Regions from separate parts of the Hordeum vulgare genome. Here region 2 is linked to region 1. The links are chromatin contacts, called in public Hi-C maps. All regions are on one chromosome and are shown on one strand. Each heading gives the region's core, a stretch centred on a gene start, on an enhancer-like site or on the middle of the called end of the contact. The rest is flanking DNA. Distances are from core to core; before and after follow the strand shown.

Region 1 (5,745 bases), core at 1,431-3,930:
CTAGTCATAACAGTCTTTAAAACAATGCCTTGTAGATCATCATATGGTTTGAAGGCACCTGGACCTTAGGGTTTCTCATGAAGCAATAGTAGTTGTGATGAAATAACTACTTTTGTATGCCTCCATCATGGTAATGACACAAGCAAACAACCTACCTCCCAAGCCCTTGGTCAACTGGCCCACGACACCCACTGCATGGCTGACCCACTTGGTAGAGTGAAGGAAGGCACATGCGGTGTCGTTGATGAGGGACTTTGGTTCTGGAGCGTCTTAAGGATGAATAGGGTGAGCCAAGTCACCGCACGAGGGCCACCGGAATCATGGGTGTGTGCCACCACAAAAAGGAGGCTTAGTACGATCGCATCGTAGATCCGCCAATTCATCAAAACAAATTGACATCGGAGACAACCCACACATCGATCAAAAGTCTCTCGAGGTAGAAGAATTGTCCCTCGTAGGAAGTGAAGAGCAATCCCCCACGCCACACGTTGGTCCAAAGAGCTCACCGGTGTCGAGGTAGAAGAATTGTGCCTAGGGTTTTCGCTTGTGTTGTCCCTTCAGAATGGGCCAGGCTAGGACCCAAATTTGGAGCCAACGACACACGATACACAGTGTAAGATTGGTTTTGAGACCTCCTATGCAGTGATGCACGCGTCCGTTATTAAGTTGGGGCTTGCAGGGTTGCTCGCATGGATCGCCACACGAGCGCCCTTACTCACTTGGAAAACAAAAGTAAAAAACGATCGTTCGCTTTGCTGGATCACGTTAGCAACCATTTTTTTTCCTTTTTTTTGTTGATCCGATAGGAAAAAACCTCCCAGTTTTTCTATTTCTAATGATGTGAAATCATTTTTTTTTACATATTTAAGGAAAAAAGTTCATCCACTTTTAAAAACAGTTCATCTCTTTTTAAAAAGGCTCATTGATTTTTGGAAAAGTTCATCGATCTTCAAAAAAGTTCATCAAATTTTTTAAAAAAGTTCATCGATTCTAAAAAAAGTTCTTCCATTCTGAAAAAAGTTCATTGATTTTGAAAAACAGTTCATCAATTTTGAAAAAAAAGTTCATGAAATATGAAAATGACTTCATCGCATGTGAAAAGAGTTACATCGATTCTGAAAAAAGTTCGTCCATATAAAAAAAGTTCATATATTTAAGAAAAAGTTTATCGATTTTTCGAAAAGTTCATCGAATATCAAAAATAGTTCATCCATTTGCAGAAACATTCACCTATTTGCTAAAAAATCATTTACCCGGAAGAAGAGAAAACAGAAAATGAAAAAGTAAAACAAAATGAAATAAAAAGGAGATAAGAAAGAACAAAATGGAGAAAAAACTATGTTACCACATCACGCTTGGTGTCGTGGTGGTTATACCAGGTTGCCTCGACTTGGGAGGTCGCTGGTTCCATTCGTCAAACAACTTTGCTTTTCGCGAATTAAAAACTTAGAAAAAACTCACGTTAAGTGGGCCGGGCCAGCGGATAGGCTCTTCAGGCGTCCGTCTGCAAACGGGCGCTGAAGCGCGAAATAGGATTTCCTATTGGTTTTATGATATGCTTGGAGGCTGGGCCTTTAAGCCGCAAGATTGATTACTGTGAGTTTTCGTGTAATGATAAAACCAGTGCACAAACACCCAAGGGCTTGAAGAAGAGACACCGTCGGAGCATGGAAAATGCTCATGTGGTACTACTCCCTCCGTTCCTAAATATAAGTCTTTTAAAAGATTTCATTAGATGTCTACATACGAAATAAAATAAGTGAATCTATACTCTAAAATATGTCTATATACACCCGTATATAGTCCACTAGTGAAACCTCTAAAATGACTTATATTTAGGAACAGATGGAGTAGTACGTAGTACTCCTTCCGTTCCTAAATATAAGACCTTTTAAAGATTACACTATAAACTACATACGGATGTATATAGACATATTTTAGAGTGTACATTCATTCATTTTGCTTTGTATGTAGTCTTTTAGTGAAATCTCTAAAATGTCTTATATTTTAAAACGGAGGGAGTACGTGGTATGATTCGTCGAATGACGCAGGACGGCAGGAGAAGCCAAAACGGCGTGAGATCTGTAGACACTGCGTCCAATTCCGGACGCTGCCATTTCCCTCACTTTCACGACGAAGACATCCAAAACCGTCAAAATCAGGGGAACTGTACTCGGGGACGGGGCACCCCTGCCGACCGCCGCGGCACCAACCCGCGCGTTTCTGCCTCCCACCCCAAGCCAAGCCCCAGCCCCGCCGCGGGCAAAGCAGCGGCATGGACCATGCCCACTGCGCCGCTCCACCACCTGCCGCTGCGCAGTGGGGCCACGAGGCGCCCAGCCCACCGGCAGCGCGGCGTGGTGCGGCCCGCTCGCTCTGCACGCGTCCTGCCGCTGCCGGCCTCACGTGCGCGACCGGGCGCTGGTTCATCGCGACGCACGTGTCGCGCGCTGAACTCTTCGCCCCCCACCGTGCTACCGGTTCGTCCCTAACGAGATACGGACCGCGTACCCCGCTGGATGCCTATCGGACGGCCATACCTTTCAGACGGTGGGTGGCGGTGAGGGGCCGTCTGATTCGGGATCTGACGGTGGCGGTGATCGTACCACCCAAAGAAGCGGAAGAAAAAAAAGGAGCGATTGAAGAGCCATTGCGCGAATAATAATAATACTTAATTAATTTATTGCTACTCCATCCCGATCCCCCTCCCTTATTTCATCCGCTCGCCCCACCGTCTCCTCCCCGAAAACGCAACGCACCCAATTCTTCCACCCCCAGCTCCCTCCTCCTCTCGCCTCATCGCCCCCGCCTGTGGCGGCATTTGCATCCGGCAGAACACGGCGGAGAGGATGGACTCGGACGCCTCCGTCTCCCCGCGGCGGCGGAGCTGCTACAGCGACAGCGGCGACTCCTCCTGTTCCGAGCCCTTCAGCGAGTGCGGCAGCGACGACCTCTCCTTCACGCCCGCCGCTGCCGCGGGCATCCACCGCCTCCTTCTCTCCTGCGCGGCCGAGGCCTCCGACGGCTCCATCTCCTCGCTCGTCGCCGAGCTCGAGTCGCCCTCGGCCTCGGTGGACTCGCTCCGCCGCGCGGCCATGGAGCTCCGCCTGCTCGCCAAGCACAACCCGGACAACCGCATCCGCATCGCCGCGTCCGGGGCCGTGCGGCCGCTCGTGGCCCTGCTGTCGCACGCCGATCCGCTGTTGCAGGAGCACGGGGTCACCGCGCTGCTCAACCTCTCCATCTGCGACGAGAACAAGGCCCTCATGGTCGAGGCCGGCGCGATACGGCCGCTAGTGCGCGCGCTCAAGTCGGCCGCGTCGCCCGCGGCTCGGGAGAACGCGGCCTGCGCGCTGCTCCGCCTCTCCCAGCTCGACGGCGCCGCCGCCGCGGCCGTCGGCCGCGCGGGCGCTATCCCGCTGCTGGTGGCCCTCCTCGAGACCGGCGGCCCGCGCGGGAAGAAGGACGCAGCCACGGCCCTCTATGCGCTCTGCAGCGGCGCGCGCGAGAACCGTCTGCGCGCCGTGGAGGCCGGCGCCGTGCGCCCCTTGCTGGACCTCATGTCGGACCCGGAGTCCGGCATGGTGGACAAGGCCGCCTACGTGCTCCACTCCCTGGTGGGTCTCGCCGAGGGGCGCTCCGCCACCGTGGAGGAGGGCGGCATCCCCGTCCTGGTGGAGATGGTGGAGGTCGGGACCTCGCGGCAGAAAGAGATCGCCACCCTCTCCCTACTCCAGATCTGCGACGACAACGCCGCGTACCGCACGATGGTTGCCCGCGAGGGAGCCATCCCTCCCCTCGTCGCCCTCTCCCAGTCCTCCTCCGCGCGCCCCAAGCTCAAAACCAAGGTACCAATCGCAGCTCCTCACCGAAACACAATCGTTTCGGCCATTATACATAATCACGGACAGAATCCGCAGCTTCGGTTATGCTAATTCCTTTTGCGATTCCACAGGCTGAGGCGCTGATCGAGATGCTACGGCAACCGCGGAGCGGGAGCCTGCGCGCCACCCGGCCGGCGGCGATCGTTGCGGCGGAGTGATGATACTGTTGAGCCACCAATTCCAACTTGGCCACGCCAGGTGGCGTGCGTGCGTGCGTGCGTTTTCCCCTTTCCCCGTGGCGAGAGCGAGACGAGCTGGCCAGCCGGCCGGCGTGCCTGCCCGTGTAAATAGCCAGTAGCGAGTTTGCGTCCGCGAGCGAGTGTACATTTCCCCTCAACCTCAAGCGAGATGATAAGAACAATGGTGGCGGAGCCAAGTCTCCTGTAAATTCCTCCTCCCCACTGTTCCTTTTCACTTTTTGTTTTCTACCAGTTTGGTTCGTTCCTCGGGGGAGGAAGCAAGCCAAATCCACGTGTGGTGAAGCAGCGAGTTGTGCTGTTGTTGGAGTGAGTGTGAGTGCCAAGTCAGGGATCATCATCATCATCATCATCCCGGGCTTGGTTTCTTCTGGTGGATACGAATGAAGTATTGTGTTCTCCGGAGAAAAGAAAAAGGAAAATCACCGGTTGGTTTGAACTGCAATCCACGGCCGTTGTTCTAGCGTTGTTATTACTCCATCCATCTCCTCCTCAGGTTCCTGCGGTAGGAGTGGGGCGTGCCTCGTCAGCCGTGGGTGAGCGAGCGAGTGACTTGGTAAATCAGCAATGTTTTGCTGGTTCAACCGAGCACGATAGCTCGGAATTTTCTAGTGGTCGCGCTGCGGCCTGCCGTCTGCTCGCTGGGTCAGTCGGTCGTTGCCACCAAAAGCTGGCTTCTTGTTCTGCCGCTGTTTGTGGCCTAGAAGATGCACGACGGAATGGGATGGCCCCGCAGCGGTAAAGCTGAAAGATCTCGCGCCCGGTAGGTTGGTTGATTATTCGTCCCCTGTAGCTGAAAAGGACGCTGCTCTTTGGCTGAATCTGGCCACTGCTGGCACTTCCCGGCCCCGGGCCCTCCTCTTTTATTTGAGCGGTCGGGCCCTCCTCTTCTCCGAGGCATGGAGCTCGTGCCCATCCTCCCATACGCCTGTATGTATGTAGTACGAGCAGTATCTTCAAAGGGTAGGAAACGGATAGCATGGTGGGACATGTCATACGTCGTTGTGTCGAATGGCACTTGTCGCCACCTGACCAAGGAGTGGGTGATTGGCTGGATTCTACGCTCTTTTGGGACGACGACGTCGTGCCGTGGCAACGTCTCTTTACCACAACGTGTATCCTTTTCTCCAGCTACGCGGCCGTATCTTTGAACGGTGCTGAAAAAACTGAAAGGTTTGTTTCTAGATAGTGGAACGTGCTGATGTAAATGGTAGGGTATTATTTATGGTTTGACAGGGTTACTACGAAATACGCACTACGACGGCTAAGAAATCACATTGACCCGACTAATCTTCAGCTCCACGACTCTTTCTTCTTTCTAAAACATGTAAGGATGTGTTTGGCTATAGAAATGATAATGATCATGTTAATGTAATCAGATCACACCGTTTAAGGAAGTGTAATGAGATTTTTCTAAGTTTGTTTGGTTCACTTTAGGTAAAAGAATTGATTACCGTCCCTGCTGCTCGCAGACCAGCATGCTCACCATAGATGGCATGATATTGCTTTGCCCCAGCCCAATATGTCAAGAGCCGGCGGCCATATATGAAAAAAGTCAAACGCGGGCGGCCACTTGGATTAAGCTTCGTCGGCCGTCCCCAAATCAAGCGTCACCGGCGGTTCTCGTAATCAAGCGTCGCCGATCGGCCCCAAAATCAAGCGTC
Region 2 (5,580 bases), core at 974-3,473, 840 kb after region 1:
GGCGAAGCCCACCAGAATCCTTCAGATTGGCAAGAAGATGACGAGCCCGGCAAGCCCCTTCTGCCGGAGGACGCCAACAAGACCCGACAAAGGCCGGAGCGGGGGGCTATCTGTGCTCCTGGCAAGATGAAGACCTCGGCAAGGGCACTTTTCAAAGTGCCACGCCAAGACTACTCTGAAGGACTCCGAAGCCTCAAGACCGAAGACCAGAAGCAAGGCCCCGGCAAGCCCCTTCGTCGGGAGGAAGGCAGCAAGACCCCGACAAGCTCCTTGCCGGGAGAGATACCCACGCTCCAATGTACATCAAGCCCGACAGGGTCCCGAAGCATCGTTGTGCCAGCGCTGCGGCCAGCTGCCCCCTAGCCACTTGATACGTGTCATTCTGATTGACGCGTGTCGAGCGGAACCTGGGGGTACAGTGCCGATGGGACGCCCCCTTGTCCCATCTTTGGGGCACCCGACGAAGCCATTAATGTGTCTGCTAAGACGACAGTTCCATTGTAGCGCATTATGCAACTTGTGGGTGCACTGTGCTACCGTGCACCTCGTGAAAATCCTATGCTGCCCCTGTAGGAGACCCCTTCAGCGTATAAAAGGAGGCCCTGGGCATGCACCTGGGAAGGTTAGACAGTTAGACAATCGACGCTTAGCAGCTGATCACTTCTACACCATTAACACGAAGCAGGATTTGGGTTTTACGTCTCCAAACGGCCCGAACCTGGGTAAACAACGATCGTGCCCCGATCTTTAGGTCGGCTCTTCGCGCATCCACCTCCCCCGCAGAACTGCAAGGAACCCTTGGGTTCCATAGGTGCTCGTGTTCCACGATAGCGCTACCTCATCCCCGACGCCAACGAACAACGACATAGACATGTGCGACGTGCTTGCACTCCCCCTCCTGGCGTATCAGGGGAAGCAAACTGTCCATGCAACTCTGTCAACCGTGCCGCACAACTAGCCGAAACAAAGGAAAAAGTCATTTCTCTGGATTGTGCTGAGAGATAGTGTTAAGAAACCCAAATCCATGCCACCCACTTCATATCTCGTGGTTGATTTACTTATATTAAAAATTGTTTATCTCAAATCAATCGTTGTCGCCCAGTGTCGCCGCCCGTGCGTGAAATGTTGATTATTTCCTTAGTTCTTTCTTGTCCCTAGCCCAGCCTCACCAACAACAACGACTTTTTTTTCTTGGGTGGGTCCCATCGGTAAGAGAATATAGCACCACATTTATTTAGCGGGCCCTGCATGTAGGAAGGGATGGAATGGTCCACAAATGTCCAAGTTAGAGTCAAATGCCTTTGATCAGATGAAATGGAGGAGATGAGTATTTCCATAAAAGCACATAATAGATTGAGGCGGAACTTATTATAGATGAAAGCTCAGGATAAAATCACGAGGTAAGAAAAAAAATCTATGAATATGAAAGATATACTGTAAAAATGGAATGTCATGACAATTTCCAATCCTAGAGAAATTGAAAACGCATGAATTGTTTGTAGTTGTTGTTTGGTTGGCCATATGCATTATTTCCATAAAAGATTAAGCATGTCATCATTTCCATTGCAAGAAAGAAGATTTCCACAAGGCCGCATTATATCGACATCTTTCTTTAAAAACACATACAAAACAAACCGCAAGAAATAAGAATATATTTTCAGTCACACAAAGTCGATTTTTTTAAGAAATTAACCTCTCCGATATTGCTTAGGAGAATATTCAAACAGAATAGACCCTAAATTCGAGAAAAAAGTCCCTTCTATTTGAATTTTTACCTTTTTTTTCTAGGCCAAAGGGAACAGGGATTGAAAAGCCAAAGGTTATCCATAAAAAAAAAAGCCAAAGGTGAACCAGCAGTTCCCAAAAGGCTCCCAGCAGGCCCCACCGCCCGCCCGCCCACAGATCGTAGCATATCCATCTAGTCCATTGCCTAAAAAAATTAAAACAATCCATCCAGTCCAACCGTCCCGTCGTTCTGCAACTGCAAGGCTTGCAACCAGGCCGCGCAACTGACCACCACCAGCAGCCAGCAGCCAGCAGCCGCAGCGCGAGCGCGACCCCTCAATTTCCACGACGCTTCCTTCCTTCCCCGGGTGCGGAGCGACGCGACGCGACCCGCCTCACCTCATCAAAGCCTCCCTCCCTCCCTCCCTTCCTCCATCTCCCCCCTCCTCCCAAATCTCCCTCCCCCGAATTCCTTTCCCACCCAAACCAAACCCTCGGCGCCTCAAAACCCTCGCCGCCGCCGGCGCCCCCTCCCCCATGGCTGCCGCCGCCGCCGCCCCCGCCCCCGCCTCCTCGGAGGAGGCCATCAAGGTAGGCCACGCCGCCAGCCCTCTCCCTCCGCCCCGCCCCCGTGCTCCCGCCGCCGCGGGCGCTCGTGGGGATCTCCGCGGCTCGTGTTTTTTCTCCCCTCTTCCTGTTCCTGGGATCTCGGCGCCTGATTCGGTTCGTCTGGTGGTGCCCGTGTTCGCTTTTTGCGCAGGCGGCGAAGGTTCTCATGGTCGGGGCTGGAGGCATCGGGTGCGAGCTCCTCAAGACCCTCGCTCTCTCCGGCTTCAGCGACATCCACGTCGTAAGTTTGTTATCTACTACTACATGCCCCCTTGCTTCCGCACCCTTTGTTGACACCATGCCTAGGTTTAGTTCGAATCTTGTATGCGTATTAGCTATTTGTCGGCAGCACCGCGGTGGATGGCCGTTGCGTCTCTGTGTCGGTAGCGGGATCTGTGATGGTCTTAGCGTTGACTTGACGCTGAAAAATAGATGCATAAACGTTTTCCTTCAGGCTGCGCTTACTTCCCTCTGCGCTGTCTTGGTTTTAGGGCGCTGCTACTGCCTTCTTAGATTGTGATAACACACCTATGCTTGGCTATGACAAAATGACATACAGTCAATGCCACAAAGTGTGTCATTCCTGTTAAAAGTTACAGACAACGGTGTTTTCTTTTGTCAAAAAATACGTTGTGGATAGGGCGAGCCCAGTTGGCTCATGTTTTGTGCACTGTCATGAAAAGTGATATCTTCATGGTAGTTCCTTGAGGTTGATGTACCTTGAACGCAAAGTTGTTTTAAAATATACATGGAGTAATCCTTGTTCAGGCAACCAGAGCTACATGAATCAATTTGCTTGACACACTTCTGGGTTCATCTTGTTGCTTTTCTTATGCAGATTGACTTGGACACAATTGAGGTCAGCAATCTGAACAGACAGTTTTTGTTTCGGAAGAGTCACGTTGGACAGTCAAAAGCCCATGTAAGTATATTTTCTACACGAACATATGATAGGTATAGTTATCTTGGGTACTTCTTCATATTGATGCCTGCTTATGATGTTTTCACCATTGATTTTGTCAGGTTGCTCGTGATGCTATTCTGAAATTTAGGCCAAATATCAATATAAAATCACACCATGCAAATGTTAAGGATGCCAAGTTCAATGTTGACTTTTTCAAGCAGTTTAATGTAGTTTTGAATGGCCTTGATAACTTGGATGCTAGACGACATGTGAATCGCCTCTGCCTTGCTGCTGAAGTTCCGTTGGTTGAAAGTGGGACCACTGGGTTTCTCGGACAGGTGAGTTGACCAAATATCATGGTTTTTGTCTCTTGTTATCTTTGCATCTCCCTTGTCACTAATGCCTGTGGGTATTGTTATGCTTGTCTTTTGTATTTTGCTTGTAGCACTCCTGTTAGAAGGTATTCCATGATATTTGATTGTTAGCCAGTGTGCTAACCGCTGGTGATCCCTGTTCATTTTGTTAGTAATATAGCAGTAATATTTACCCTAGGTGTACAACTTTCCAGTTGAGATGGCCATTCTGTACACTCTGATAACATGGCTAAATGTTTGGTCTGGACCTTTGCACAATTACGCAAGGACACATGGGGAAATGCATTGTCATTTCTAAACTGGGCCTTCCGGGTGTAGATAAGCTCACATGTATAACAGAAAGTAGGCATCTGCCCACTCTCTTTCCACAAGAGCTGCTTATGCATGCTTTTTAAAAAATGACCGTGTTTAAAAAGCCTATATACACCCCGCTGCATGACTTGCTAGTATTTATTTATATTTTGTGTACATAACCATGAGTTGGTCGCGAGATCTTATGGGTTTCACCTACCCCAACTTGTTTGGGACAAAAGGCTTTGTTGTTGTTGTACACTTTGCATATGGTTGACATTTGCTTGTAGTCATGTACATATCATTGCATTTAGTAGTTGACTTGAAGCTGAAAATAGACCATCAAGAGCTGAATAAGTGACATAATCTGGAAACTTGTACATCGAATAGTTGTGCCGTGAACATGCAATATATGAGTCAGCATTTGATTCATGTAAATCAATTGCCAAAACCTAAGTGTTACCTTGATATAAATGCATACCATTTAGTGGCCAGGCCTAAACTGCTTGGTATAAAATGGGTTTTAACCATCCTCGTTATTTATAGCACATCTGTCAACTGTGAAACTGCAAGCTACAAATGGTCACTGAAATAATCAAGGTGTTTCTGGCTCTCTGCTGAATAGGTCAAGTTAATGCTTTACTAAAAGCAATTGGCATTCTATTTTGCAGGTTACGGTTCATGTCAAAGGTAAAACAGAGTGCTATGAATGCCAACCTAAGCCTGTCCCAAAATCATATCCAGTCTGCACAATTACAAGCACTCCATCAAAGGTTCCTCTTTTTGCCTCTGCATGTTTATTATTTTCAAGTTTGCTTATCTTATTGTGATATTAATTATGTTCTGCTATTTCTTTCGAGGCTATGTATTATGATGGTTTGTACTCCCTCCATTCCCAAATATAAGCCCTTGTAGAGATTCCAATATGGACTATATACGGAACAAAATGAGTGAATCTATGCTCTAAAATACGTCTATATACATCTGTATGTAGTCCACATTGAAATTTCTGAGAAGTCTTACATTTAGAAACGGAGGGAGTTTGTTCTTTAATATGCATAATTTTGTTTATTGTGGGAAGGAACAAGCTTATTCGGCTTTTGTTTCTTTGATTAGTTCTGATGGAACCTTGCAAGAAAAGTCATTTAAACTGGATGCTGTTTGACCTAATTGCCTAATATTGTACTACCTCCGTCCCAAAATATAAGACATTTTTGCATTTATTTTTCAAAACACACAACAAGCTTTAATGCCGTTATTTAATTTCTTTTTTGCAGTTTGTGCACTGCATTGTTTGGGCAAAGGAGCTTCTATTTGCTAAGCTGTTTGGTGATAAGAACCAAGATAATGACCTTAATGTGCATTCAAAAGATGGCAGCAGTTCAAAATTAGATGTATTTGAAAGGGATGTTGATGAAGATCTTGATCAGTATGCTCAGAGGATTTATGATCATGTATTTGGTTATAATATCGAAGTTGCCTTAGAGAATGAGGAAACCTGGAAGAACCGGAGAAGACCAAATCCAGTGTACATTAGAGACACATTACCTGATGCAGTAAAGCAAAATGGTAGCTCACAGGACTGCAGTAATGATCATGAAGAACCTTCTGCTATGGCATCTTTAGGCCTTACCAATCCTCAAGAGATATGGACTCTGGCTGAGAATTCAAGAGTGC

The links. A called contact is a pair of places that touch in the nucleus more often than the background predicts.
Region 2: a Hi-C map of seedling shows a contact between it and region 1, with 3 times the contacts expected there. The contact joins the promoter of LOC123425499 here to the promoter of LOC123425494 in region 1. A contact is called at or near these places in 2 of 6 Hi-C or Micro-C datasets (leaf and seedling).

What each region holds. Positions count from the first base shown.
Region 1 is chr2H:126,709,063-126,714,807 of MorexV3_pseudomolecules_assembly, forward strand. LOC123425494 (U-box domain-containing protein 4) reads left to right here and starts at 2,681. Exons shown (of 2, transcript XM_045109192.1): 1 at 2,681-3,848; 2 at 3,956-4,526. The coding sequence starts at 2,850. The coding sequence ends at 4,042.
Region 2 is chr2H:127,552,380-127,557,959 of MorexV3_pseudomolecules_assembly, forward strand. It overlaps LOC123425499 (SUMO-activating enzyme subunit 2), which reads left to right and starts at 2,224. Exons shown (of 11, transcript XM_045109195.1): 1 at 2,224-2,316; 2 at 2,486-2,575; 3 at 3,173-3,256; 4 at 3,358-3,576; 5 at 4,575-4,676; 6 at 5,181-5,580. The coding sequence starts at 2,263.